Linked DNA regions of Mus musculus: all the other regions are linked to region 1. The links are chromatin contacts, called in public HiCAR-type and HiChIP or PLAC-seq maps. All regions are on one chromosome and are shown on one strand. Each heading gives the region's core, a stretch centred on a gene start, on an enhancer-like site or on the middle of the called end of the contact. The rest is flanking DNA. Distances are from core to core; before and after follow the strand shown.

What was found. HiCAR-type assays count read pairs that join an accessible place to other places. HiChIP or PLAC-seq counts read pairs in DNA pulled down with a chosen protein or histone mark.
Region 2: a contact with region 1 is called in a FOXA1 HiChIP or PLAC-seq map of pancreatic cancer cells. The contact joins the enhancer-like site here to the promoter of Naa20 in region 1. A contact is called at or near these places in 6 of 39 promoter capture datasets (cranial neural crest, embryonic stem cells, liver and 2 more) and 3 of 115 datasets of contacts at active chromatin or transcription factors (bone marrow-derived macrophages, embryonic basal ganglia and pancreatic cancer cells).
Region 3: an H3K27ac HiChIP or PLAC-seq map of differentiating embryonic stem cells shows a contact between it and region 1, with 6 times the contacts expected there. The contact joins the enhancer-like site here to the promoter of Naa20 in region 1. A contact is called at or near these places in 8 of 39 promoter capture datasets (the 3T3-L1 cell line, the C10 cell line, the HPC-7 cell line and 6 more), 6 of 484 Hi-C or Micro-C datasets (B cells, the N1E-115 cell line, cerebellar granule neurons and 3 more), 18 of 115 datasets of contacts at active chromatin or transcription factors (the 230-238 cell line, CD8 T cells, differentiating embryonic stem cells and 10 more) and 2 of 9 other capture datasets (liver and pancreatic islet).
Region 4: a contact with region 1 is called in a HiCAR-type map of astrocytes, with 2.3 times the contacts expected there. The contact joins the promoter of A930019D19Rik here to the promoter of Naa20 in region 1. A contact is called at or near these places in 7 of 39 promoter capture datasets (the C10 cell line, cranial neural crest, hematopoietic stem and progenitor cells and 4 more), 1 of 484 Hi-C or Micro-C datasets (the N1E-115 cell line), 2 of 115 datasets of contacts at active chromatin or transcription factors (the 230-238 cell line and astrocytes) and 1 of 9 other capture datasets (pancreatic islet).

What each region holds. Positions count from the first base shown.
Region 1 is chr2:145,900,428-145,908,384 of GRCm38.p6, forward strand. Naa20 (N(alpha)-acetyltransferase 20, NatB catalytic subunit) reads left to right here and starts at 2,814. Exons shown (of 6, transcript NM_001141965.1): 1 at 2,814-2,935. The coding sequence starts at 2,883.
Region 2 is chr2:146,358,706-146,366,210 of GRCm38.p6, forward strand. Ralgapa2 (Ral GTPase activating protein, alpha subunit 2 (catalytic)) reads right to left here. Exons shown (of 41, transcript NM_001033348.3): 25 at 2,686-2,814. Among named protein-coding and RNA genes, the nearest start is that of A930019D19Rik, 100 kb to the left of the region's middle. Within about 2 kb of position 5,491, at least 19 of the 459 cell types and tissues checked have an H3K27ac peak or open chromatin away from gene starts, as enhancers often do. A contact at or near this core is called in pancreatic cancer cells, where this site is marked.
Region 3 is chr2:146,395,787-146,402,881 of GRCm38.p6, forward strand. The region is part of intron 21 of Ralgapa2 (Ral GTPase activating protein, alpha subunit 2 (catalytic)); the gene reads right to left. Among named protein-coding and RNA genes, the nearest start is that of Ralgapa2, 110 kb to the right of the region's middle. Within about 2 kb of position 5,200, at least 20 of the 459 cell types and tissues checked have an H3K27ac peak or open chromatin away from gene starts, as enhancers often do. A contact at or near this core is called in differentiating embryonic stem cells and memory CD8 T cells, where this site is marked.
Region 4 is chr2:146,257,684-146,265,444 of GRCm38.p6, forward strand. It overlaps A930019D19Rik (RIKEN cDNA A930019D19 gene), which reads left to right and starts at 1,603. Exons shown (of 4, transcript NR_040619.1): 1 at 1,603-1,710; 2 at 3,193-3,283; 3 at 7,171-7,344. Ralgapa2 (Ral GTPase activating protein, alpha subunit 2 (catalytic)) reads right to left here. Exons shown (of 41, transcript NM_001033348.3): 39 at 2,683-2,804.

The DNA.
Region 1 (7,957 bases), core at 1,564-4,063:
CCTGATTCAACGTGCACCCAAGAATCACAAATAGAACACAACACCTTGATGTAACAATACGAGGTATTTTAATGGCGGAGACAGCGGATTCGACCACGAGGCTTGGAAGCTAGGGGTTTTTATAGAAAAGGAGTGGGGCTGGGGGAGGAATTGGACTGTGTTCACATGATTGGTCCATTTAAACATCAGCAGCCTGTAACATTTAACTTAGGTCAGAGGGGTGGGAGATAGGGAGGCGATGGGCCTGCCCGGGCATGTCCTGGTCTGTTCTGCTATGTTCTCAGCCCCAGGTTTCAAAGCTCACAAACAACTCTTTGGGCTATTTGACATACATTACATGAATCACAGGTCTCAAGTTTTATTTCCTTTCACCTTAATCTTCCAACAGCTGGATACATGTTTCAGCCACTATGCCCATCTCTCATGGGTTGCAAATTAGTAGCCCACAGTATCTAGCATGGGTCAAGTGCTGCCTCTGTATTAAACTCACCTTTTTATTTTGAAAAAACTAAACTAAACTAAACTAAAATTTTATTATATTTAAAATACTTAGAAACCTTATGGTTATAAACCAGAATCAGAAGAAAATTATGAATATCATCCAAACTTCACAACCAGCTAGTTCAAATCAACACTGGATCATGTCAGAAAAAAAAAAGTTGCAAAATATTTTGACATGGCCAATTAAAACAAAAAGCAATACTGGATACCCCAAGTAGTAAACTCTTCTGAGTTTCATTTTTATTATCTTCCACTTCTTTGTACAAATCTGTGAGATGCAGAAAATGGATATTGATGAAAGATTCTTGACCCATAAGAATACGAGTGTCCCATGTGCTGTCCAGTGGAGAAGTAAGAGGACACTGCCCTGTGGATGCTGACCAGCGGTCCTGAGCACCTTGGCCATTTATTTACTCTGTTTTTTATTGATGTTTGACACAGGGTCTTGCTATGTAGCACAGGCTGGTCTGGAAGACAAGATTCTCCTTCATCTTTCTAAGTCCTGGGATCATGTTTGAATATGCTGTGTGTATTTTACTTATAGTTTTCTTTGTATAATGATACACTTATTCATGAAAAAAAGCAAATTTACTTACATTCACTGGCTTAAAACATTTTTATTCTTGAGAATTTCATACACACATACAATGAAATATGAGCATATATACACCCATCAAATTCATATTCCCCCACATGTCCCCCCCTCTCAATTTTGTCTTTGTTTTAACCACATGCATTTAAAATTTTCCTTGAGTAGACTACCATATCTCTCTTACTGGTTAGTTCAGACTCTTTCTGACTTTGTCCATTTTTTCCATTTGTATAAGCATCATAACCTCAACTTCCCTCAAAAATATATTTTACTGTTCATTTCATGGCATATTTTGCCAAAGTAAGTGAATAGAGGGTAGAAGCTGAACTCATGGTGTCAAACTCCACCTTTCTACCATAGTAGCAGTTATATATATACTTTCGGGCCTGTCATACCCATGTTTACAATTATTCATTGTATAATTTACTTCATCAGGCTTAGAGACAAAGCTTGGCGAGGAGCCACTGGGACTACCTGCTCTTTCAACCATTTGCTTTCTTCTCCACCACACCTGGCCCTCAGGTTTGGCCAAGGAATTCCCAAGACACCTGCGGAGCAACTGAGTCCCAAAGGAGTTGGGGATGTGAGTCTGCTGTAATGTAGGCATCTCGCTGAGTTGGATTGGTTTGAGCTCAGCAGCATGTTCTCCAGGACCACCCCAACTGCTGGTAAGGAGAAGAGGGGAAGGCAGCTTCACAGCCCGACAGTACATAGTCTCCTCAGTCACTGGGTCTATGCCGTGGAGACGCTGGGCTGGTGCTTAAAATGTAGCAGGCCAGATGAAAGAATGTAATTCCTAATGGTTAACTTTCAACTTAGACATGAGATAATGTTTCATTTGGTTATTTGGAAACATGTTTGGATTACTTTGATAGCTCTATCATCTTGTATGCATGTATTTGAGACGGTCACACTATGTGTCCTTGACTGGCCTGGAACTCACTATATAGACCAGGGTTTTCGAGGCTCACTAACAGCCTCTTGTCTCTGTCTCCTTACTACTGGGATTACAGGTGTAAGGCACTATTCCTGGCTTGATCTGCTCTTTAATCACACATTTATTAAAATCAGCATCGAAAACAAATAGTTCTGATCATTTTTCTCTCGGATTAAAATAAACTGCAAATATATGGACCAGATTTCAAAGTCTTATTGCCAAAATAAGATAAGATATTCACATTTTTTATACAGATAATCTTTCTTTCTTTCTTTCTTTCTTTCTTTCTTTCTTTCTTTCTCTTTCTCTCTCTCTCTCTCTCTCTCTCTTTCTTTCTTTCTTTCTTTCTTTCTGTTCTTCCTTCCTTCCTTTCTTTTTCTTCCTCTCTCTCTCTTTCTCTCCCTCCCTCTCTCCCTCCTTTCCTTCCTTCTTTCCTTCCTTTCTTCTAAATAATTTTAATGTGCTAGAAAATTTAAGGTCACATCCCTGGTTCATGACAGTGGTTGAGAGAAGAGGCCCTGAGCCATCCTTTTAGGGATCACTTCCTAACTCACCCTGTGAAGCATCTTTGTAGTTTTGAAGCTTGCTTTTACGATTTGGCTCTCTGACTCCAGCTTCTTTCTCCTTGTTACTACTCTGCCTACTTTTTGGAAAGGGTCTGCGGGGCGCGGATCATTAAGGCAATTGCTGATTTCAGCCGCCAGAGAGAGCTACGACGCTACTCTTGTTGCCCAGCAACCTCTGGTCCGGAAGTAGTTCTTTGTCCCACCCCATGGCGGCCGCGGGCGCGAGTACTTCCGGTAGTGCGGGCGCGGGGTCGCGCCGAGCGGGTTGGAGGCTGGCGGCGGCGCAATGACCACGCTCCGGGCCTTCACCTGCGACGACCTGTTCCGCTTCAACAACATGTGAGTGAGGCACGGCCGGCCTCTGTCTTCGCGGCGCGGGACGGGGTCAGCCTCGCGGGGCCGTGGGCCGGGTGGACGCTGCGCGGGCGCGCTGACCGGTGACCTTGGCCGAGGCGCGGCGCTCCCGGTGCGCCCGGGATGATGCGGAGCCGGGCTGGACACCCCGCGCCCGCTCCCTGAGGCGGCCTCACTGCGGAGGGAGGGCGGGGAAGGAGCGCGGTCCTGGTTAAATTGTATCCCAGTGAAGTAACCTTGCGATGCTCCGGGCCCTCTCAGCAAGTTGTGGTTTGTGCTTGGTAGTTACAGTAGCGGAGCGCCCAAAGTAGACTGCCTTGGGTTTTTTTCTTTTTCTCTTAAAAAAAAAAAAAAAAAAAAAAAAAAGACAGGGTTCATTTCGTATCCCTGGGCTCCAGGAACTCTCTGTAGACGAGGCTGGCCTAAACCTCACAGATATGTCTTCCTGTCTTACTAGTGCTGGGATTAAAGGCATGCCCCACCACACCCAGCTAGACTACATTTTTTTTTTTTTGGTTGGGGATCCAATGTACTGAAGACTCCCCGGTGCTGTGTGGTTTCTTTTCAGTCCAAAATTTAAAAACCCGTGATTTGCCGTTCTCCCCTTCTCGCTTTTTAAAAAGAAAAAAAAATTTAGTTTGGAATCCAAATTATGACCATTTAAAAAGCTCAGCATTTCACCGCGAACTCCTGTAGACACATGACCTCGGTTATTTGCTTGATATAACGTAGTAAGAAGTATGGACCGGAAGGTTTAGGTAACAGAAGGGAAGAAACTCTGGGATGATGGACATTTCAAAGAGGGGATGAACCTTGATGAAGGAAATTTGGCAAGGAGGAAACTCTGGAGAAGGCTGCAGGAAAATGGAGTGTGAAGCAGGGTAGGCCTTTGCTTCAGGTGAAGCCAGGTTTAATTATCGTGTTTAATTGGTTCAGATCCGATCTTGTGAGATTTCGGTTAGGTCCCGCTTGTGTTGAATCCTCTGTGCATTTTAGTACTTGTGGCAGGCGCTCATGTAATAATAGGCCCTTAAATCTTCACAAATTCTGTCATGTGCTGATGTCCTCAGTTTCTGGGTGAGGGAAGGGATTGCACACACAGAACCCTGACGTGGAGTAGGTGGAGACTGGCCCTGGTGGTTGTTAAAAAATTGGTCCCATGGAGCTGGAGATGGTTCAGTTGTTAAAAGTACTGGGTGCTCTTCCAGAGGACAGGGGTTCACTCCACATGGAGGCTCACACTTGATTGTAATACTAGTTCCAAGAAGCTGCTGGCCTTTCCTGGCTTGAGTAAGCACCAGGTATGCATGTAACACACAGACATATAAAACCCATACCCATTCAATAAATGAAAAAGGTTGATCCTGGCACTCAGGCTGAGGTTGGAGGATCACAAGTCTGAGATCCTTTGGTATCCACAGGAGATTGATTCTATGATACACCAAGATTCAGTGATGTGCAACCCCCTTATTGCAATGGAGTGGTATGCAAATAGCCCAAGCACTTCCATGTACTGTAAATCAATAGAATACTTATATAGTACAACGTACATATTTTATAAGTGCTTCCAATACGGTTGTATTAGGGAATAATTGGGGGGGGTGTCCTTTAAAGGTACAGGCACATAGTGTCTAAAAATTCTTCAGTCTGAATTCTGATCTACTGAGTACAAGGTGTTGATTAGAGGCAATAGAGTAGGCAGGCAAGCCACTGAGGCAATAGACTGGAGTGGTAAAGGGAGATGCTGTGTAGATGATACAGAGCCTGAACTTAAGAAACCGAGATAAAGCATCTGCATATGAAGCTCTAGGAAGAGAGTAATAGGGAAATGGAGAAGGTAGAAGGAAAATACACATGGACGCCTATTAAACATCAGGTCTCAGCGCATCTGGCTTGGTGACGCCTCCTCTTGTTAATGCCAGTGAAGGAACCCACTTTCTCACGTTAGGAAACAGTGAGTCACCAGGTTAGGTGCTAGAGTAAATGAAACTGAAAGGCCAAACCCAGGTGGGAGGAAACCCAGGGTGGGATCCAGAAGCTAGCAAACAAGAGGACTCCAGGCAGGGGAGGGCACTATCATGAGGTGGCGATGGCTAAGCATGGGCTGCATTTGTACACCCCCTTCAGGAGAGGCAGAAGTGGAAGGTACAAATACAGGAGAGAAAGAATTGTAAGAGAAGTGTCCTCTGGTGAGAAGAGGGAGGGGTCTGCTTGCCTTATAATGGCAGAAGAGCAAGCAGTGTCTGGGTGCAGGGCTTTTGGGTGGGCAAAGTCAGATAGAGGCCTTTGGCTGGTTTCTTCTTACACTTATTTATTTTTACATTTTCATGTAAGGAAATAGAGGAAGGGCAGAGTGAGTTAGACAGTTAGGTGAGCCAAACATGTCTCTATAGGGCTGGGCAGGGTCACAGCACCCAGAGGCCCTCAGGATTGGTTCCTGACCACTCTAAGGCCAAAACTGTTCTCACAGCACTAAGACCAGTAAGACCAGTTGTTTTGTTGTTTTGCCTACCTATGTTTTGCAGGTGTGGAGTCTGAATAGTATCTTGAACACTAGAGAAGTCAATGGAAAAACTACAATGCCTCTGTCACTAGGTTTTTGTTTTTTTAAAGATTTATTTATTTATTATATGTAAATACACTGTAGCTGTCTTCAGACCCACCAGAAGAGGGCGTCAGATCTCATTACGGATGGTTGTGAGCCACCATGTGGTTGCTGGGATTTTAATTCAGGATCTTCAGAAGACCAGTCGGTGCTCTTAACTGCTGAGCCATCTCTCCAGCCCGTTTTTTTTTTTTTTTTAAACATTACTATTTCTTGGTAAAATTATTCATTTTAACATGTAATTTTTTTTTCTTTTTTTGTTTTTTCAAGACAGTTTCTCTGTATAGCCCTGGCTGTCCTGGAACTTACTCTATAGACCAGGCTGGCTTCAAACTCAGAAATCTGCTTGCCTCTGCCCCCCAAGTGCTGGGATTAAAGGCATGTGCCATCATTGCCCAGCATGTAATTATTTTTAAATGAGTATCTTACAATTGATAATATTTATATAGCATGTAACTCATAAGGCTTCTATTGTTATGATAAAACACTGGTCCAAATACCCGGGTCAGAGTCTGCTGAGGGAAGCCAAGGCAAGAACATGGAGGCAGGAAGTGAAGCAGAACGCATGGAGGAGTGCTGCTAATGGATTCTTCTAAGTTGCTCAGTCTCCTTTCTTATACACCCAAGGGCTACCTGCCCAGGGCTGGCACCACTCACAGTGGCCCACACCAACTGTCCATTGATCAAGAAAATGCCTCCTATTGCCTATAGGTCAGTCTTATGGAGGCACTTCCTCAATCAAGATTGCCTCTTCCCAGATGGCTAGGTTTATGTTGCCCAAAACCAACCAACACACAGTAAGTAAATATAATAGGTTTGTTTGTCTTAAGTGTAAAGTGGGTTTTTGATTGGATTAAACAGAAAACTCACAGTTACCAATAATGCACTGGTGTCACATTAAGGAAAGAAAGAAAAGCACTTTCCCTTGCTGTCATTTTTAGCAAAAGAAAGTCCAGAACTCAATTTTCTACTTCATGCCCCCTCTGCCCTCTCTGTCCTCTGACTGGTGCATGAATCTTCATTTCTGCCTGCTCAAAGGCTGTCTTGTAAATTTGTCCCTGCGTTTGTGTTCAGTTTCTGGCTCTGTGTTCATTGAGCAGTGCAGAAAGCATCACGTGGGGAAAAGAAGGGATACTTTACAGAAATCTGTAACAGTTTTACAAGGGAGTCAGTCTCTAGCTCCAACTGATCAAGACAACAAATAGCATCACACACATCACTGTATACCAACCAATATCCAGACACTGTATTCAGTGTTTATGAAGGATATTCATCTTGGAAGATTGCTTTCAACTTCTGTATTTGCTGCTTTCTGTAAGTGATACGTATGCATTGTACTGGGTTAGGAGGATGGAAGAATATACAACTTCAGGTTACAGCTTTGTATTAGGTCCTAAAAGTTGATTACATGGAAGTCCTGATTGTTACAATGTTGTCATAAAAGCAGGTTAAGCATACTGGCTGAGAACATAGTAGGCTACCAGTCTTAAGTGATTTCAGGGTGCATTAGCAACTCTGGTTGTGAGGTCCAACAAAAGTTCCAGTCTTTTAGGATATAAGAGGTGTTTCCATAATACTACATCACCACAGGTTTTGAACCCTAAAGGATTGAGAACTACTGCACTAGAGGAATGTAGTATGGCTACCTGACATCCTTCAGTCTCAGAGATGACAAGACAGGGAAACAGTTGAAAATAGCTGGTTTTGAGCCTGGGAAAAAACTGACTAGGAAAGTGATGGGGAGAGATGGCTGGAGATGCTTTTCAAGAATGCTGAATTTGGCCGGGCATGGTGGTGCACACCTTTAATCCCTGCATTTGGGAGGCAGAGGCAGGCAGATTTCTGAGTTTGAGGCCAGCCTGGTCTACAGAGTGAGTTCCAGGACAGCCAGGGCTTTACAGAGAAACCCTATTTTGAAAAACCAAAAAAAAAAAAAAAAAAAAAAAAAGGAATGCTGAATTTGGGCTTGTGTGGTGGGACATGCTGGGTAGTTCCCCATAGCACCAGGGCTTAGTTGACAGGAGGGAGCAGTGTGGAGGTAAGTGAACTTCAGTTGAAAGTACATGGGGTCTGGGAGGATTTCTACAAGGAGGAGAAAAAGTGGAGGCGGGGGAGTACTCCCCTCCACTTTGAGAAGGGGAAATTGTAGGCGTAGGCGAAGGCCCAGAGCTGGGCAGGGATGATGAAATGGGGAGCAGGTTAGTTGGAATGGCTGTACATATGAGACACACCTAACTGGTCCTCATATCTGCAAGAGTCTGATGGAGTGAGCTATAATTCTGCCTATAAAGAGGTAGGCAGTTCAGTGAAGTACAGATCTCTTTATTGGTGCACATGTGGCCCTGGGTCATTTAAACCATCTTCTTTGGCTTTCAGAGTTATAGAAGAAATGTGTTGTTGTT
Region 2 (7,505 bases), core at 4,241-6,740, 460 kb after region 1:
TCAGAGGCAGGCGTCTAACAAGGTTCACAGCCCCTTTGCAGTATAAGTACTATTACCATGTGGCCTCTGGGGTACTTTCTGAAGAGACCTAAGAGTCTCCCTTGATGGAACTGCCCATTTCCTTACAACCTAACATTAGGGTGTTGGCTGTAGTTCTTGCTCTCTTCACTCACAGAGCCATACTCAATCCAAGACCAAGCTAGACCTGGGGCTCTCTGCTGTGTGCTGCTATGCAGTAATCCTCGAGCGTCGTGCTTGCACCAAGGCTTTTGTTCTGCTGCTGCTGGACTTTTGGATTGGTTCTAGCTTTGGCTGTTAACTACTGCTGCTGCTATGTAGAAGCTTCCCAGATTTCTTTGTTACTTTGTTCCTGTGCACGCATTAATTTCTTTCTGGTTTCCTGAGCAAGCAGGATACTTAACATTCATAGTCAATGGTGATACCTGAAAACTAGTGGAGCAGGTGTGCTCCAACCAAGCACCTCTCTCACCAGGTGCACAGCTTTAAACCTCACATTTACACAGAAAAGTAATGCAAAGAATCCCTCTCTTTTTATATAACTTTTATATTCATATTCTCTCCATTTAAAATGCCATTTTGAAAAGCTGTTTTCTTTTCTTTAGAGTTATGGAGGTATGATAGGTAAAATTATATATATTTAAGGAGGCACTTCGTAACTTCTGGGTTGTAATCCCCACAGGAGTCACATATTAGATATTCTGCATATCAAATATTTATATTATAATTCACAATGGAAGCAAAATTATAGTTATAAAGTAGGAACAATTTTATGGTTGGGAATCACCACAACATGAAAACTGTATTAAAGGGTTGTATCATGAGGAACTTTGAGAAGCATGGACTTAAGGGGGATAACTTACAGTATGTATAGTTAAAAGCATACATACTGTAAAATGAAAGCTATAATTAAGCTTAATTAACCCATCTATCATCTCAGATGGCTGTCCTTTTCCATGGAGAAACATTCTCTTGATAAATTTTGAGTTTAGAGTACAATACTTTTAAGTACAATCATCATGTACAGTAGAGGAGGTCTCAAAAACTTACCAAAATGTTTCACATTTTGATCAACATCACCCATTTACACCAGGCTCCTCTGTTTCTGTTCATTGGACTTTTAATATTTCACATGTCTCAGAGATGATGCAGGCTCATGTCTGGCTTATTTCCCAGGCAAAGTGGCTTCTGGAATCACTCATGTTGTCAAAGATGACAAGGGTTCTTTGTTTTTAAGGATGGCGAATATTCTATTGTATGTGTTACATTTGTTCATCCATATGTACACACACTTAAGCATTACTCTAACTTATTAACTAGGAATGATGTTGCAGAGAGCGTGAGGGCCTGTTTGCTCTTCAACATGCTGACTCAACTTCCTTTGGCCATACATCTAAGTAGACTCATCAGATCACTTAATGGTTTATCTAATTCTAATTTTAAAAGGTCATTCTATTTTCAACAATAGCTGTACCAATTTACATTCCCACAAAGATTTATACAAGGACTACCTTTCCTCTATATCTTCAACAATACTTATTGTCCTTTGTGATGACAGCAACTCTTAACAGTAGAAATTATTATCTTGTGTTTTAATCTGCATTTCTGATTAAAGATGTTGAGTATTTTTTATATGCCCATTGACTAACTTATGTCTAGAAGCTACTTTCAATAGCTCATGTATGCAAAAGACCCATGTCCACAGGGAGCACCACTATGTGTGGTATAGCATAAAGGGCTGTAGTGTGCTCTACAGAACTCCTCCTAGCAAGTAATAAAATTCTAACGAAGTATGATTGTCTTGCCTATACCAAGTCATTTTTTCCAAGCCAACTTGAAGTCTTAACACTTAGCAAGAAGGTTCTTTAAAGATGATTTCCCCCAATTCAGAAATAATCAAGAGGGGGAAGTTGGCATCTTAAAGAAATTGGACATTTTTCTTACTCATTTTTTTCCTTTTCTCATTCTTCCCTTTTGTTCTTGTCTCTCCCAATCTCTTTACTTTCTAATTTAGTCTCAGAAGAAAATATTAAGGCATAAAAATTCGAACACAAATTATTAATTTTACAAGCATTAACCACCTCCAATGGAAAGTGAGAAATTAACCATGTATCAGACAAAGTTTAGAATTGTGACTACTCATACTAATTTCATGTAAATCCCTGGTAAATCAAAATCTCATCATCTTTATATCTTAGTGGTAGCTTGACATATAAGGCGCCCTAGATTTGATTCCAAATCTAGAACCACAAAATTCTATTTATTTCTATGAGATCCACAGTAGCCAAAACTATTAATAAAACAACAACACATAACTTCAAACAAACACTTCAGATTCTCTCTTTACTGCATTTATAACCATAATATCATTTACTAGAGAATACTAATAAGTGTCTCTAGGATAGGCCCTGCTTCCCTGTAAATGTGCTGACATATTAGTGGGGATATGATTTCTCACACTTTGGCCTTTTGATGAAACGCCTTTCCAGTACCAGTATGTCATCTGATCCTACAATTTCACAGATCAGCTGCCAGGGTATCTACTCTGAGAGCCCAGTTTCACATCGCACTAATGAGTCAACACCTGTTAAGAGTGGAGAAATCTGAGCCTTGTTAGCAATTGTGAAGTCTCCCAGGAGCTGGGATGCTGAACATTGTCATACTCACCGCCAACATGTCTGTACTGAGGACCCTGGCAGCAGCAGTGATAAAGTCCCCCACCAGCATAGAGAAGCCAGGCAAACCCAGGGAGAAAAAGCGGGGTGAGCAGTTTTTTATGATGGTGTTTAAGACATCCTGAAAATGAAAATAAGGAAACACAACTGTAATGTCAAGAACAAAATTCCAAAGTGATTTTTTTTGCATGTATGTATGACTACCACTAACAAGATAGCAGAACACTCTGTTAGGTTTTTGTGCGAAAGAGTACGGGGGATGCATAATTCCAATGGTTCTCATACATATCTTTTGGTAAAGGGAATGGAGACACCAAAAGCCACACTGTGACACCGAGGCTAGCTAAACATCTGTCCTGTATTCCACTTAACAATGGGCTCCTTGAACAGGTGTGCCAAGAGAGACGTATAAATAAAACTTGCAAACACCTGTCAGTAAAATAAAAACTGGGCTCCTGCTTTAGCTTCAGTCCCCAGAGGTTAGAGCACACTGTTAGAAAAGCTTATAGGCAAAGGTATGGAAATGACCACTCCTGTGAGTTTCAGGCATTAACAAATGGGAATGTGGGTAGTGTTAAGGTAATGGTGTAACATTCATGAGACACTAAGGTCAGGGAGTTGCCACAGATCTGATGTGCACAAGAGGTGCAAACACAAAGCCAACAGCAGCCATTTGCCAGAGCTCGGCATCAGGATGATCTCCCTGACAGCTCTCCATCCTGTGTCTATAATAGAATCCCGTGGAGGGCTGGCCGGCCCCCAAGCCAGAGTTCTTCATTCCTGCTTCTGGTGGATCTAATCCACCACAGGATAGTGTTCACACCATTACAGCCCAGACCCCCTCTAAAGCCATCTGTGTGAGTATGTGCATGTATAAATGGGATTAGTATGAAAACTACAATCTTCTTTTGCACAGACTCTGGCCAGGCACACAAATCGAAACCACATGCTGAAGTACTTTAGTTATGTGACTTGCTGTAGTGCAGCTAATAGTTAGTGTCAATATATAAGTAAATAGCAAAATGTAAGAACCTTGGCTGTCAGTGTGGCTACTTGAACAAATCCTGACTTACTATTAGAGCAAAGCATAGCAACATATTAATTTCCATAGTTATCTTAGGCCCTTCATAGTAAGATTCACCTCATTTTATGATTTGTCTTCTTAAACACAACTTCCATGTGCTCACATAACATTTTCCCAAGACATGTTTTCTTACAGAAGATATAATTAACATTAAATAATACTATTTACATGATTCAAATGACCATGTAATGCTTACTATATTAGTGTTCACTTATGAGAAGTAGTTTAGTTTAAAACTTGAAGTTTGGCATTTCAGTGAACGTTTTCTTACACAAAATAAATGGATATATATGATTTATAGATAAAAGATAAGAGGAAAATATGTGATAGATAGATGACAGATAGATAAAAGGAAGGGATTGGAAAAAAAAAACCCTAAACCAAGGTTTCTTCCCTGTTAATATTTAAGCCTGTTTTAATCACATCCTGCGATACACTTTAGGGTCTATATCAGCCAAGACAAACATTCTCTGGGCTGAGCAGATGGATGCTGCAGGTTAGAAAGTGTGTAGTAGACTCATGCTCCAGGAGTGGAACAAAAGATCTACCTTTTTCATAATTAAGCCTCTGATTAATGCCCTGGGCTCCTCACCACACACCTGTAATTACTCACAGAGGTATGCATTGTGCTGGGGCCTTGTCTCAGAATATCAGGCATCAAGCTTTCCAGCAGCAGATGGAAGCACATTTCTGTTGACATATGCTGCAATGAATGGATTCGTGCAAACCTGGCTAGCAAGGTACCAGAATGCCATGCATCTGAAGATTAATAATGCAAACAGCCATGATGTTAGCTTTGTTATGTTTGCCTTAATTCCATCTGGTGAGATGAGGAGCTAAAACCCTGAAGCCTAAGGGCTTTAAAAACCTTTAAGCATTTAGCACACACTAAACTCAAATGAGCCATTTTCACCACTGGAATTTAGAAATTTTGGTTTAAAGATGGTTTTCTGGAATAGGTTTGTGGGGACTAGGAATTGAATAATAAGCTGAAACCATAGTTTATAAACTTGCTTCATTGGTGAGTATGCAGAAAGACTTAGGGGGGTTAAAACCATACACTCAGAAACTACAAAACTGTCACTGGTGCTAGAGATGGCAGAGACAAAGTACTTGAGATAAAGTCACAGGGCTCACCCACTCCCTGGACCTGGGCCAGTGACTTCAACTGAACCTGCTTCTATGGGCAAAGAGATGGGAAAAAGAGGGACAATGACAGATGGCAAGCCTGCCCTACTTTACCACCCACGTAAGACAGAGCCTGGAGAGAAAGTGTGCCTTTGCAATAGTCACTAAGGACAGCACTGGGGTAGGGTTAATTCGGGGGTTAAAGAGGGGGCCATATGACCAGTCAGCCAAATTACCACCACATGCTGGCTTACTTTGCTTATCTACACTGAAATGGAGCAGTCCAAAAGGTCTACCTTTGAGATAACACTTTAAAATTAGGAGTAGCCACATGGCACTCAGGAGAGCATCTGCCATCCATGTTCCCAACAGAGGACCATGCACTATGAGCTCTACTCATCTCTACATTTGATCTCAGTCAAAAGGCCGAGAAGCGATTCCACTCATCTCTAACTCCTCCACCTCAAGGTATTACCATCAATCTTTGAAAATTCAAAATAAAATCCTTCCTGGTCTGATAGTTTACATAGCCTATAGGGCTTTCCATATGAACAAGACAGAATGGCATTCAGCACGCACCCATCACACCAGGGCTAGTCCTCATGCCCTTTGTAGTAGCCTCACTATAAAGCAAGCAGGATTTGTCTAGTACATTTTTTCAAAGTGACTCACATTTTTGAAATGTAAAGTTACAATAGAAAAAGATTACCTTTTGTCAGAAACTTCTTTAAAACAATATAGTATTAACAAGCAAATGATGATGAATTTCTTGTAAAAACATCACTAGCTGCCAGAAGTCCTTACTTTGAGATAGGCACTCGTCTTTAAAACGGAGGTTTACAATGTCATAGGGCCAACCACCATGGCTGTACCACCTCCACCTGGCCTGAGAAAGTTGTAAGGATGGGTTGTGATGAACAAAAAGGCTGTTATTCTTATCAAATGATTCCTTCCTTCTCTCAAGGCTGACTCTACTGTAACCACTGTTGGGAAATTTCCCTGTGTTCAAACCCTGTGAAGTACTCTAGAACTGAGGCCACAAGGCCTGGATTCAATACTGTGGGTCACCCCCAAAGCAATGTGTTTCTCTCTTCCCTAAGATGAGATGACCCTTCCTTAATGAGCAGTAGGCAGTGGGATGCAGATGCAAATAGATGTTTTATGGAGGCTTTCAAAGTACAGAAGTAAACAGTGCTAGCAATGTTTTTCAAAATGAAGAATTTTTACTCTATATAACGTACTTCAAAGGTTCACTCAATATTATTTATTTAGTTAGGTTTTTTGTTTGTTTGGTTTTTGTTTTTTTGAAACAATGTTTCTCTGTGTAACAGCCTACTTTATAGACCAGGCTGTCTCTAACTCACAAAAATCTACCTGCCTTGGCCTCTCAAGTGCTGGGATTAAAGGGGGAGGCACTACTATGCCTGGCCCCCTAATAATTTATTGAATGAATGTTTTAATAATCTACTGAGGGAAGGTATTTTTTAAAATTTCAGAGATAACATAGAGAAGTTACTTTGATCATACATTACCCCAGAAATTAAAAAGCTCTAGCAATCAGTACCCTAAGACAACCCCTTTAACAAGCAATTAGAGATTGTGTATATAACTTGGGGGTAAAATGGAAGCAAATTCAGGAACACAACCTGTAAGTTTTCTAAGCTTTAGCCTTTTGAGGAATTGTAGCACTCAAACAAGTGAGTCTGGTAGTAAGATCTGATTTTCTTTTTTTTCTGTACCTTTTAAACAGACTAAACAAGTAGTTAAAGTAAACAACAGGCTTTGCGGTAAATGGAGTCTGGAGCAGGAATCAGGTTTATTCTTTAAGTTGACTAGGATGGAGCAGACAAACCACGTTTTTTACTGGAGAGAAACCACCCTGTGACCTGCTGCCACACGGTGAACAGGACACACTGCCCCTTCCCGTTTTAGTGAAAGGTCCGTATGCAAGCTCCAGGCTGAGTGGGAAAGCCAGACTGTGAGATGCTAACTGTGCCTTTGCAGCTTATCACCAGGTTCTGGCTTATGAGAAAGCGACTGGTGAGAACATCTGTCTCTTATCACTGATCTTGCAAAAAAATCAGGTAATTCAAATAGAGGCGTGTTGTTTCCTCTCCTCCAAAGCACAGTTCTATAAACACAAACTACATCCAGCCCCTCAAATGAATCACTTTAATTGAATGCTATGTACACAGTAACTGGAAAAACTATAAGTGATAAGGAAAACATATGGTGACGGCGGCACAAATTGGCTTACTCATTCTGCACAGGGCTGCTTCTTTAGTTCTCTTATAATTGACCTTTAGAACGATAAATGTGTAAAATAATTTTGTTTATTACAGCTCTAAACCTTCCAACAATTACACGAAATGAAAATTTAAAAGGAAGGATTCCTTCTGGAAGCATTTCCATTGTTTACATAATTGCACAGCTATAATTTAGTGCTTGTGTTGTTATGGAAAGCAAAAAAAAAAAGGCCATTACTTGCCATTTCAATTCAAAATATTGCATAGTAGTGTCAGAAATGGGGGCAAATGTTCACTTTATCCTAGTTTAAAATGGATTAACCCTGCACATCTAACATCTCAACACAGCGTTCT
Region 3 (7,095 bases), core at 3,950-6,449, 500 kb after region 1:
GATCCAATATCCAATATATATAAAAAACTCAAGAAGGTGGACTCCAGAAAATCAAATAACCCCATTAAAAAATGACGCTCAGAGCTAAACAAAGAATTCTCACCTGAGGAATACCAAATGGCTGAGAAACACCTGAAAAAATGTTCAACATCCTTAATCATCAGGGAAATGCAAATCATTCCACCTCACACCAGTCAGAATGGCTAAGATAAAAAACTCAGGTGGCAGCAGATGCTGGCGAGGATGTGGAGAAAGAGGAACACTCCTCTATTGTTGGTGGAATTGCAAGCTTGTACAACCACTCTGGAAATCAGTCTGGCAGTTCCTCAGAAAATTGGACATAGTACTACCGGAGGATCCCGCAATACCTCTCCTGGGCATATATCCAGAAGATGTTCCAACCGGTAAGAAGGACACATGCTCCACTATGTTCATAGCAGCCTTATTTATAATAGCCAGAAGCTGGAAAGAACCCAGATGCCCCTCAACAGAGGAATGGATACAGAAAATGTGGTACATTTACACAATGGAGTACTACTCAGCTATTAAAAAGAATGAATTTATGAAATTCCTAGCCAAATGGATGGACCTGGAGGGCATCATCCTGAGTGAGGTAACCCAATCACAAAAGAACTCACATGATATGTACTCACTGATAAGTGGATATTAGCCCAGAAACTTAGAATACCCAAGATATAAGATACAATTTGCAAAACACATGAAACTCAAGAAGAACAAAGAACAAAGTGTGGACACTTTGCCCCTTCTTAGAATTGGGAACAAAACACCCATGGAAGGAGTTACAGAGACAAAGTTTGGAGCTGAGATGAAAGGATGGACCATCTAGAGACTGCCATACCCGGGGATCCATCCCATAATCAGCCTCCAAACACTGACACCACTGCATACACTAGCAAGATTTTGCTGAAAGGACCCTGATATAGCTGTCTCTTGTGAGACTATGCCGGGGCCTAGCAAACACATAAGTAGATGCTCACAGTCAGCTAATGGATGGATCACAGGGCTCCCAATGGAGGAGCTAGAGAAAGTACCCAAGGAGCTAAAGGGATCTGCAACCCTATAGGTGGAACAACAATATGAATTAACCAGTACCCCCTGGAGCTCATGTCTCTAGCTGCATATGTAGCAGAAGATGGCCTAGTCGGCCATCAGTGGAAAGAGAGGCCATTGCAAACTTTATATGCCTCAGTACAGGGGAATGCCAGGGCCAAGAAGTGGAAGTGGGTGGGTAGGGGAGTGGGGGGGGTTATGGGGGGACTTTTGGGATAGCACTGGAAATGTAAATGAAGAAAATACCTAATTAAAAAAACAAACCTGAACTTCTGCCAAATACATATAGCCACACGTGTCCACTCAACTGAGCTAACTGTATTATGTTTTCTTATTCTTATTAGTATTTTTTTGCTTATCAATTAATGGCAGTTTATACTCATATTTCTTCTATGAGAATGGTTTTATCAGTAATAACTCATGTCTTTTTTTTCCCCAAATTTTGCTTTATATGTCTGGAAGCTGGGAAGTGCATGTAAACGTAGAATTATTGCTCTTGCTGATAATTTCTACTTTAAATTTTACCCAGCTGTCCACCCACACTACACTGGTGGTCTTCTCTCCTTTAAAGAACTCATTTACATTTATTGTGGTAGCTAATATGTTTGGCTTATTTCTAAATCTTTATGCTTTCTGTTTAAGTCACCTTTGCTCTGCTTCTGCTTTGAGTCTTTGGTGAGAATTTACTGAGTTCTCCCATTTCTGCCAGCATTTTCTCTCTCTAATATATTATTTTCTTATTTATGTAATTATCCCAAAATTATTCTAGCATTTACCCCATACAAATAAGAATGGACTGATTTCTGCATTTTTTAAAGGCCTTGTCTAGGCAAATGAAGCAAATCTCTGTATGCACCTGAGGAGGGGCTAAGAGAGTCAACAAGGAGCCAGAGGAGTGAATCAGAAAAGCAGAAAGCAGGGCCAAGATGGATCCAACCACTTTTTGTGCTAGTGATGGAAGACTCCCCAGGCACAGAGATAAAAGAGTCAGCAAGGATGACAGGTGGTGTCATGGGAAGGCTATCCATGGAAGCACTGATGTTGCTTAGGGGAAAGCGAGACGATTCCTTCCAGAGGAACACCATACACTCCGTGGAGAAGACACATTAACATGTATAGCCATCCAAACCAGAATTTCCACAAGCCATGTCTGGAAAACTGAAGGCACAGAGGGTAAAGCGTAATTGTGGGTCCTCTTCATTTTGTGACTTTTATTAAGCCTCAGAAGAGTCTCCTCCTATAAAATCAAGTACAGTACCAGGCAGCTGCTGTTTGCAGAGACATGAGGATGCTTTAATGAATGCTTATGAATCAACCTAAGCCCTCAAGTGAATAAAGAGCATGATATGACATTTATTTCTTTCAATAAGATTGCCATATTGCTTCAATTCCTTAGTGGTGGGTAAGAAAATTAGGTGACTCATAACCTTGCTTCATCCTAATTCCCCAACTTTATGAATGCAGCCATACAAAGTGAGACCAGCCCCAGCATCCCAGTGGCACTGCTGCTTTGCTGAAGTGACAGCTCCACATGCATGAAGGCTGGGTACTCACTCACCACCTGCACTGCTGTGCCTCCACCAACCAGACCCTCAGTTTCTAAGGATCTGCACAGAAAATCTGTTTCAATCCTGCTTTGCATTCAAGAATCATTCTTGTCTCAGAGATTAAAATCGTAGGCAACATCCCCCACTATCAAAATATGTTGAGCTCTTTAGAAGGTTTTCGAGTGACTGTGTTCATTTTTCAATATTACTGTGAAGATTTTAATGAGCTAAAGTGTTTATGCCCAAAATTATCCGGCTGGTGGCACGAGTTCCAGAACAGATGCTGACATTTTACATGTAGACGGGTCCTCAATGAAGGAACGCTTGATTAAAAATGGGGATTTAAGAGATTTTAGAAAATTCCATGTTCACCTCCAAAATACCAAATATTTGCTTTAATTTCATTAGCAGCCTATGTCATTTTGTTTCTAAATGTTATAGAGGCCTTTAAAATTACTAAAGTAGGAACTCTTAAACATATGTAAAATTTTACCATCTTTCTCCAAATACATGATTATAGCAGATAAGTATAAAATTCAGAAATTTGAAAATATTGAACAGATTTTTAACTGGCAAATGGGTACTTATGACCAAAGGACCAGTTAATACAGCTGTAATTTTACATAGTTGACAGAGTTTGAGCAAAGCAAAGCCCTTTTCTTTGAAAATAAATGCTATCACCTCTCAGACTCTTGTTAACATCTTAACTGTAGGGATAGAGAAGCCAGGTGCCAGCTCAGGGATCAGAAGATCAGGATACAAGTTGGCATTATACTGCAGGGCAGCCTGACTTCCCGCCCCTCCCTCATCTCCTTTCATTACTGTTCAATCTCAGTTCAGACTTTAAAAGGCAGTTTACCCATGCCAGTGTAGCTTTTACTACTTACTTTATATTATTTCATGATATACAAGCATATCAGAGGCTGGTAAAACATCAAACATGTGTGTGATGACAGAGAATACTGATAAACTGTTTCTACAAATCAACTTCAATGTAAGTGAACAGTGTTCAATTCACATCTACAACTGTAATTAAAGGATTTCCTGTAAGGGACATTTGGATGTAGGTCAGTGATAAATATGTTAACTAAAAGAGATCTGAAACTACATTACATGATGATTTTAAGGTTAAAATTTAATTAATACTTTTAACTAAATAATTATCTAAAGCGTAAAGCATATATGTTCATTGGTTTGGGTTACTTACTAAGGCTTCTCTTACTCACACTGTCCTGATAGTTAGGGGCATTCTGTGCACACAACAGATAATCTGCCTTCCAGACTGGAGGACATAATCCATCAGAGGAAGACACTGGCTCCACCCAAAATGAGGCATCAGCTATCTATTATCAGATCTTATATTAAATCTAAGACCTAGAAAGGAATGATCATCAAAGTTGGACTTCCTCTTTTTGGGATCCTAACTAGTCAAATAATTTTTAAAGTTCCCTTGATTTTGAAAGTTTTAGATCTGCTGAGGTTGAACTATCACCACATTTCTTAGGGTCAGCCCTTGGTTACTTGTTTTCCTTTGTCACTGAGAAACCCTCTCTACCCCAAGACTGACCATAGGTGGGGTTTTTACTTTCTCTCTCTTTCTTTTACTTTTCTGGAGGACATTTTCTTCCAAGTGTATTAGAGTTTCCTTTTCATATTTAAGAATTCTATACCTTTGGAACAAATTTCAGGCATGATGTGAGATAGGGATTCTATTTCTTCTACCCCTCTCTCAAGAAGACCCTCTATCACATACCACAATCCCACACCTGTAAGGACTAAGTTCTGAAGTTTATATCAAATGCTCTTTGTCTAGAAATCCTAGGATTTTAACTTTCATTATATAAGCTACAGAACATTTATCACATTATCAGAGATAATTCTTGGTTGTAAACTCCTAAGAGATCAGTAGCTGTGACTCATTCATCTTTTTTTGTCACATGTACGTGTGTGTATATGTATACACTTACACATGTGTAGAAGCATGTATGTGAGTGTGAGTGCATATAGGGAACTGAGGTGGACATTGGTAGTCTTTCTCAATCAGGCTCCACTTTATTTATTGAGAATGAATATCTCTCTGAACCCAGAGCTCACCAGTTGCACTTAGTCTAGATAGCCAGCTTCCACTGGGGCCCCTCATCTTTGTCTTTGGAGAGCTGGGATTACAAATGACTAGTATACGTGCTTGGTTTTCCTGTGGGATTTAGGCATCCAACTACAGTCTGTATGCTTGCATGACAAGTGTATGACAAGAGCCATCTCTTCAGCCCCAGGTATCTTTTTATATTTCTCACAGTATCTAAATCTGTATTTCTAGATCAAAGGTTTCTCTGTTAACTAAAGGATAAGCTCAGAAACAATGCTAAGTGTCAAAGCAGAGCCACAGATACACCACACTTCTGAGCAGATGTGATGTGTATATTACTTCATCTTTTCACTTTTTGTACTCTTAACGCTATGGCACTTGGGGCTATGGCATCTTAGAGAGGGACTGCCCCTCCTGGTGTTACTTTACTATAGAAATAGTAAACTCCTCCCTCCCTGAGAGTATGGGCTTTTCATATGTAAATGAATCAACACAAGCTTCTCCCTTGCTTATCTACCTTTGTCTCTGACAGATCAGCCCATCTACTCCTACCCTTCCCGCACCAGGGCCAGATCCCAATCAACTAGACAGCCTCAGTGTTTACAGTCTACTGAGTTCACTGCTCACCCTACCTTGCCTTGATTTTCCTGTTGAAAAGACAACAGAGCTTGTTCCCACATTTTTTTCCTCTGTTTCTTGACTAAACTTGATAATTCCCTATGTGACACCTGTGTTCAGAGACAATTTCTCCTAATTACCACCATTTTACTTAGATGTATTAATAGGCCTGATTAAACATAGCCCAGGTATATTTTAGAACAATGCATAATAAACTTAGCCATTGTTTTCAGTAACATGAGATGATTTAAACAGCAAGCAAATATTAAAGTAGCCTATTAGCTGACCCCCGACTCCCCAACTCTGGCCTTCTTCATTCTAAGCAGCTGATAGTGGGTAGGATTATTCAGTGAGACTAACACTTTTTGTTTGTTTTCTGTAGTGCTGGTGATCAATCCTAGGGCCTGACACATGCTCGGCAAAAGCTACCACTGAGCCACACACCCAAACCCACAGATGGCTTGCTCTTTCTGTATCTCAAGTTTTGTTGCTTTCTTTCTTTCTTTTTCTTTTTAATGAAGAAATTGTTCTCTTAAGAACAGAAAGTTAAGTTCAGAACTGTGATAATCCTTAAGCCTCATCATATTACAGTTTGTGCTTTCCACAGCTGACAGGATGAACTCTTGAACTATGTGTGCTGAGTCTCCATTTAGTGTTTCAAAGAAGAACAAAGTATTTGGAGGAGTTAACCACAACATGGTGCACCATACAGAGTTACACAGCTCACTACACTAAGCAGTCAGATGCATACTCTGAAATGGGATCAAAACTAATCTTTCTCAAGGACAAACAAAAGAAGCACTCATCCAATTTTCTTTCCTTTCAATAAAAATAACTGCATCTGGTTCACCTTTAAGAACATTCAAGTAAAACTCAGCACTAGATCTATCGCACCATCGTGCAGAAATCTCTTATACACTGGCCCTAAATAAATGCATTAACAACCCTCCAGCAGTTCAAAGGGCTTCCCATCTATTATTCTAGCTGTGATATAGTGGGGAGTGCAGAGACAGCTCAGCATCCAGAGGCCAATTCTGACTCAGGCACTTACTAGTATTGTTTAATATATGTGGGGGTCAGGAAGGGGGGAGGGATGATTTCCCTGGGTCTCACAAAACAGAAATAGAGGGATTTAGCCTGCTTGCCCTACAGAATTAGAAGTCTTAAATCCTGTAGTATTAACATCAGGATCATTACCTATTCTATACATTATTATATAAATACAATTTATGCTGATTGAATGATACTTTAATGTTATAATTCCAAGGATTTACAAAAATATCAGACACTTTGGTTAACTTTGATTTTAATCCCAATGAAAATTAAAGTTTGCTTGATCAAGAAAAACCATTTGGAATGAAATTTAGGCTTTACTTGTACTTTTGTTGATTTTTAGCACTTAAAAATGGGTCTTTATTTCCTAAGTGCTTCCTGACTCACATCCTAAATGCTGGGATTACAGGTGTGTGCCACCATGCCCAGTGGGAAACATCAGGTCATTTATTTATTTATTTAGGTCTGCGTGGTATGGGTGGTGTAGTACATGGATGCGAGTGCACATACCTATGTGCATGCATGAAGAAGCCAGAGGTTAGGTATCTTCCTCTATCAGTCTCTACTTTAATCCTTTAAAACTGAGCCTTTCACTGAATTAGAAAGCTTGGCTTTTCTGCTAGAGTGGCTGGTAAGTGAGTTTCCAAGATCTACTTGTCTCTGCTCACAATGCTGAAGTTAAAGGCTTAAACAGCTGCACTCAGGTTTTGTTTCTGTTCT
Region 4 (7,761 bases), core at 353-2,852, 360 kb after region 1:
CATGGTGTACCTTGGATAGAAGTACACTCACTCATTTGGGTGCTCTGGCTCCTAGGCCTCTGTGGTCAGGGAGTGTGGCAGGCACAGGCTTTTCCCATCAACAGAGTCTATGGTCAAGCTCAGCTGCACATCTCTCTACAGTGGGGCTGTGCTGCTCTCTGGCTGTGCTGTATTATACAGTGCAGTACCTTCCTTAAAGACTGTATCCTAGGGAAGCCTGTCATATGTATGTAAAGCGCTTGGGCGCCCACGTCCCTGCTTTGATGATGTAAATGGCCACAGACAGTTTGACTGGACCCTGTGTGTAAGAAGTTCAGGGTCCATTTTTCCAGGTGGTCTGGAAGAACAGACTTCACCTCAGTCTCTGAGTGTAAGTTGGCTGGGCTGGGCTCATCTGGTTTTGACTGTGTTTGTCCTAAGAAAATAAAAAAACCACTATGAATAAGTGAAAAGTCTTTTCCTCTGTGAAAATAGGGGTGAAGCTGCACATACACCAGGAAGAATACAGCTCTGAGAGGTGCCCCTGCACAGATGAGGCTGTGAACCCCATTCTCACTGCACTGCCCTCACACTGCAGTTCAAATAGATTGCATTTCTATCTCTTTCCTTATCACTGTGAAGGGCAAGCAGAAGTTGTGAACATGACGGGATGCGGTGCTGATGTTGATCTGAAGGATAAAATCCATTTGCTTTGGTGTTCTATATTTGGTTTCTTGCCCCATATATAAAAGTTCTAATGTCTGTCCTGACAAGCTGTTGGAATTTTTACTAAATAATTAAAGAAAAAAAAAACAGGACATTCTCTAAAACAAAACAAAACAAAAAACAAAAAAACAAAATCTACCCTTCTCCAAAGTGGTCACACAAATCAAAATGCTCCTACAGTCCTAAGAACTGAATTGGTTGAACTTTATTTATACAGAGGCTAAAATATACATAGAAAATAACAGCCATCATTATTTCAATAACATTGATCATCATCAACTTTAAAAATAAAAAGTTAGGAAATATAAACATTTATCATTTCATTTTTTTCTTTTATTTTTAAGAAATGAAATGTTTTCTTAGAAGTTAAAAAAAAAAAAAAACAACAAAAACAAAACCAAAAACAAAAAAAAACAAAAAAAAAAAAAACCAAGAAACAAACCCAAAACCAAAGCCTCTGCTGAGAAACGCCGAGTCCCAGCGTCTCCAAAGGATGGGAAGAGACTGAATGGAGCTGGAAAGCATTAGCTTGCTGTGGATTCCTCCTGTTCTTTCACTGAAAAATTAGACACAATTTTAAACCGCTAGCCAGACTGGGTATGAAATCTTCATTTCCCTTGAAACAGATTTTTTTCTTGTCTTAGATAGAATGCTGGCAGAGCGTATAAAAGAATTCAATTCACAGCTGTTCTACTTTTTTTAATGTAAGAAACATTAATCAAAGCTTTAAGTTATAAGCTTTTCTCATGTTGCTCAGTATCCCAGTTCAACAAAGATCAATAGAGGCCATCCCTGTGTTTCTCTCGCCTCACCAGGAAGCAGAGGCGTGATTATGTAAATGGAGCTCTGCACCTCTGCCAGCTTGCTTATCTCCCAAGCCTTCTGCCTGCTGCTCCTGGCTTCCCAAGCAAGTGCCTGCCTCTCTCTCTTATCTCCCAACAAAGCTCCAAGAGGCACGGCCTGAAGCCAGCGATGTTAAACAATGACGCATGGCTGATTTTATTTGTAAGTGATTTATTTCACTGAATTTAATTTTTTTCACTTTGTGTGTAAGATATTTGTTAACAAGTCAGCACAGGAGAAGCAAGCCTGGTTCAGAAGCAATTAACACAGGCTAGAAATCTATTAAGCATCCTTATAGCTATGCTGAAACCAGGGAAGGTGAGGGAAGCCCCTCATTGAGATTTTCAACATGCTGTACACTAAATATTCCACTTACTGTCTGACAGGCAATTAATCTGTAACAGCACATGAAAATAATTTACCAGTAATAATTTTATTCTTTAAAAAAACCTGTAATAATCATACCAACAATTTAAGTGGCAGGACATACTTTTTTCAAATTGATAGTATTATATAGAAATAGTATGTATCTAAAAATAAGGGAATCCATGGAAAATTCCACTGACCTACTAAATGAAAGCCATTATAATTTACTTTCTAAAGGCTCCACACCAGGTGCTGCTGTGGTCAGTGGCTTGTCCACATGACACTGGTGTACGAGGCCCTCTGTAATGACAGGCCTGGGGACACTGTCCTTCCCTGTCTCTGGCAGTAATCCCTGACCCTGGTATCTCAGCAGCATAATCCCCATTTAGCATTAGAGCGACGGCTTCAACTGTGAGGAACTCTTTTCTGATAAGTATGCAGTGATTTGGGCATCGCTTTTAAACACCATATTCCCAGCTCAGCAAGAAACTCACACTCCTGAATGAACCGGAGCACATTATTGAGAAAAAGTTCATTAACCTTGCTAGATTCGAGGGTTAACAGGATAGCAGAAGAAAGGAACACAGCGAACAGCTCGGATACAAAACAAATTAAAATGAATGTCATCATTCCTTTTGAAATTCATTAGTTGATTCAGAGGGGGAACGTTCTTCTTAAATTTGCAAGCATTTATCTGTGAAAAACAGGTGTACATCTGCTACTCAATACGTCTTAAGCGGGAGGGAGGAGAATCATGTAGACACTCACCCGTTCCACTGACAGAGTAGCTGGGAGAGGGAGAAAAGACTTGAGCAGCGAAATCCTCAAATGTCATGACTTCCCGGTGGTTTTGAATTATTGCTTCCAGATACAGAGCTCGCTCTTCGTAGCTTCGGTAATTAGTTAAGGAGACAAACACACGTGCAATTTTGCATGCAGAGCAGTGGGTGATTTGTTTTAAATGCAGTTACTCAGCTTTCCCGTTCTAATGCTCATCACTTACCCTTGGAAACTCTTCAGCATTTTGCCAGAAAATTAAATATTTGTCACATATAATAGTGAGATGCTAGTTCTTAAAACCTAGGTTTCTTTCAGGTAACATCATATATAATATTACACACACACACACATATATAAATATAAAATGTTACAAAATTATAGCAAAGTGCTGATTATTATACCATCTCGAAGGCTGGCTCAAGCCAGGAGAGAGGTGGTCGAGTAGACCAACATTGGAATGGTATGGCGTGACAGCCTTCCTCTTCACTCCGGATCTAGGTAACAAGGATTCTCATCTCAATCTAAGGACACAAGGAACTGATACTTCAAGTAAGAGCTGGTGATGTAGTGGTGAGCACTTTCAACAAAGGTAAGAAAACATAACCTAGTGGGAGGAGGAGGCTAGGAGTTATATTCTGCAAGGGCAGCAGAGCCTCTAAGCAGGGTAAGTGATGAGCATTAGAAAATGAAAATGGAGATGGACGGAGATTGTAGCAAATGGTATACAGTGCAACTGCAAAAAAATAAAAAGAGAGAAACCATTGCCGTCTAATTAAAGCTGCAGTCTGGAACACACAACATTCAAATGTGTAATCAAAAACCAGTCACCAATAAAACTTACAAGCGTAACACGCTGAAGCAACTTTCCAGCTGTCTTAATAGGACCCCTGCTTGTGGCAGCCTTTCACAGGGCAGAAAGCAAATCTTCCCCTTTGTGTGAGGCTTCTGTTTCCTCTGAAGGTGAATCATGCACTTCCAATAAGAGGAGCAGTCAGAATGATCTGACAATGAATGGAGGCGCTACACATATAACTTTAGGAATTAGCACTGGGGGAAGCCAGCATGATGTCTCATTTTCCCTTCCTCATTACTGATGCAAAAGTTAAAGGATGTGTTTTGATTATTTTGAAAAATTGTGCGATTTCTTCATGAACACAAAACCCAGAGAATGTAGATTCCCCTTAGATTTTTATCTTGGGCTGCAAAGAAACATGATTCTGTATGTCTCACACTCTGTGTGTCTTAAAACAATCCTTTCACGATAAGTTGGGAGTGATTATGCCCTTCCAAGGAGTTTCTCTAGAGCTTGTTTTAAAACTGGAGCCGCTTTCCTATTTTCTTTTGGTAGAGTCTTGATACTGATCTCCAGATGCAGGTTCTCTCCCCACTCCTGTATCTTCAGGGATGGAGTCACACCAGGAGGGGACCTGAAGCTCTCTGGAGCAATGCTGACTACCTGGGAGCTACATGACTACCACAATTTCAATGTTTATTAACTGAGGTGCAAAAGGAACAGCTATGCTTCCCTGCCCCATCTGTATATTTCAAATAGTTATCAAGTCAAACTGCAGATACAGGATCTGGTGCAGGCACAAATGTAGAACGTAATGTTGGGATATGCTTCATGCTAGAATTTCCCTTAGAAACTCTTAGAAAAAATGGAGACTATGCACTGGAAGCTTTCAAAAGTGGCCCCTCTGAAGATACATGATTTTTTTCTTTGGATGGTCACAACAGTCCCAGGCCTGGGCAGTGTGAGCTAGAGCTGGCTCCTGGGCTGCAGGCTGAACTCCTGGTGACTTGCCTTAATGAACAGGCTGCCAAACTTCCTCAGTGAGAGGCGCCTGCTCAGGCCCAATTCTAGAGGGACCCACTAATGCCATTCACATCTCATTATGAGCATGCTCATTCTGTACAGCACTTGGCTGTCACCACAGAGCGGCCCTCCGTGTATGGCCCCAGCAAGCCGCTGGTCCGGGGAACAGCAGGATGTTAGGCCTGAGTGGCCGTCTGGCGAACAGGCCCTCTGACACTAAGCTGGCACGTGCTGGCCCAGCAGGGGCTGAGCCAGGCGTGACAAATTACTCAAAGAGCTGAGCTAAACTTATGGTTGACAACCACCTGAGCCTTCAGACTGCTGTGGCCCACTGTCAACGCTCAATTCATGGCTCCCCCCACAACCCCCCTTCAGTACAGTCTGCTTGTGGGCCTGGGTTAGAGCAAGCATGGCCTTCTAAAGACTTGCCACACTCTACCTAGTATTGTCCTGCTGTTTCCTGAAAGGCCCCTCTGCATCTAACACATCCCCATACAGAGCTGGGGACAATGGTGACCAACACAGAAATGTATGTGCCCTTTGATAGATTTTCTATGGAAGACTTCTCTGGAAAGTAGCCTTCTTAATCAAACTCACAATCAAACATACACAAGGACTGGTGCACACAGATCTCAGATGGCTGTCCATCATCCTCATCCTGAATGACACCACCCAACTGTCAAGGGGCCGGTCCTTGTCACGACTGAGAGGTCTGGACTCTTAGGAGGAAGTCCAGCACTGCAGTCACAGGAAGCAGGCATCAAGTTTTGGGATTCTCCCACCCTGAATGTTTATGGTCTGACTCTTGTCTCTATAGACAACAGAGAGAACCAAAACTGCTTCCAGAATTGGATACCAAAGGAGGAAATGATCTTTCATAGGAGGATTGCCATTCAAGCCCTAGACTGTTACATGTCACACCCATTCCCCACTGCTCTCTCAGCAGTGTTAACTAGCATGTGCTGTCATTGAGACAAATATCCATGGTGGGTTGAGCAAGACTAAAAGACATCAAATGCCACTCACTTGGGTTGAAGCCAGTGCATGTTAAATACCACAACAAAGAGAAAGCAAGTATCATTCTAGCTTGAACAGTGCTTTGAGCAGACAAGAACACATGAATGCCCCAAATAATTTGTTTAGTAATCTTATAAATATAGCCCTGGTTTAATTTTTGAGACATGAAACTTGCTGCTTTGGCTACAGTGGCTGGTGAGTGAGCCATCAGGTCAGTTAGTCTCTATGCTCCCATAACACACTGGGGTTACAAACTCATGCTGCTGAGCTCAGCTTTTAGGTGGCAACTGGGGACCTGAACTAAGGTCCTCATGTTTTCACAATAAATACTATACCCCAAGGATCTTAACTAACTGTATTGAAACTATGAGCAAAGGTGAATGGGAGCAATATTGTCTGACACTTACTATCCACAGAACTTCAAAAAAGGAAAACAAGATATGCCAGTATACATCAAAATGACTATAAGACCCTCCCCAGGCATATGCAGGTAGCTGATGAGGCACTAAGCCAGGTATCTGACGCCCATTTTAACACTAGATACTGCTTTCTCCTCTCCTGAAAGTACCCAAAAACACAACTTTTAATTCTGTTCTGAATGACTACCTCATTAATATGGTATAAATACTTTCAAAGGAGCAGTTTGTTTCTTGATCACTCAACTCAGAGGACTTTCAAACTACTAAGCAGAAACCCATCCTGTATTTGTCATCTCTTACCCTCTCAGTGGGGTTCTACTGAATAGCCCAGTTGGCCTGGAATACGCCATCCTCCTGCCTCTACTTGACAACTGCTTGGGATTACAGATAGGAGCTGCTATGCCTGGCTGTATTTGAGCTTCCTTAGCAAACTACTCCTACATTTTTTTCATACAGGTTGCACAAGTTATTAATATTCTGCTGGGCTGTCTCCAGTGGTTATAATCAATAGATACCTTGCAGACTCTGCTGGGAATCCAAACCTAGACTTCCAACTTAAGTCATTCTTATTTGATACTTTAGAACAGCAACAGCAGGTTGATAAGGAAGGCGCTTGCTTCTGGTGAAAGGCCTAGGTTTTAGTTTGGGCACTTTTCCTCACGAGATGGGATAAGGGATAAGCTGCTCCAACTTGCAGCTTCAGTTGCCATAGAGGTAAAGTGGGCAGATTAACGGAGTCCTACCTGGAAGCCCTCTGCTAAGGATCCTATGTAAAAGAGGCAGGTAAGGATGCATGGCCTGCTCTGGGAACACTGCAATGGATGAGCTGGGAGAACCTCTGGTTAGACTCTGCAGCCACTAAACTACATTACTGATTGGAAAATGTTAGCTCAAAACCATCAGGTGCTTTCTGGTATCACAGTTACCCTACATTAGAGCTGGGATGAGAATCTAGTATTTCTAACTTTCACTATTCTTCGTAAAGATCATGGATTCCAGAATACATGGGTTAGGTTCAGGATTTCATGCAAGGTTGGGAGCTAAACTCCCAATAAGGACAAACTACCCAACTTACATGTATATGAGCACAATAAACAGCCTACAATGTAAACCTGAGTACACAGAGAGCATGCTGACTGCATGAAATACAGAAAACACAATCCCTCCATTGTAATCTCCCTCTTCCCTCTCCCATTTCCTTCTGCCTCTTCTCTCCTACCTCAGGTTCTGTGGTGGTTGACTGTTCAGCATTTCCATCATCTGTCCTGTGCTGGTTGCTTTTTTTTTTTTTTTTAATATTTGGAACCTGTGTTGCTCAACCCATTTCTACATTCTCCAAGTCTGGACATGCATGATATTCACGCTGGCCTGAGGGGAAGACTGCCTCTTGATATTGGGGTGAGTGCCATACCAGTCAGTTCATGTCCTTATCCTGAAGCTGCATAACATTTGCAGAAACTTATTAGTGACATAAACAAGCCCAAAGCTAGCTGTCCCCACGGCTACCAGCCTTCTGACTCTCTAGTAGCCACCTGCGAAGGAGAGGAAGTCATGATTCAGAACTGTCAGAGAGGTGTCACATGCTCCCCTGAAGAATTCTGGCACCTGTCCCAGTGCTGACACTGTTTGGTCCCCCCTTAGTCTATCACGGGTAACCACCATGCCATCACACAGCTAGCTCCCGAATTAGTTAGCTTTCTGGTTTGCTGAAAAGGACCACAGAGTCAAGGGCTTACAGATTTTCTCTCTTACTAGTTCTGGATCCCCAAACAACAGAGCTGTACTCCCATCTGTCCCCTGAGGAGCTCTGGGAAG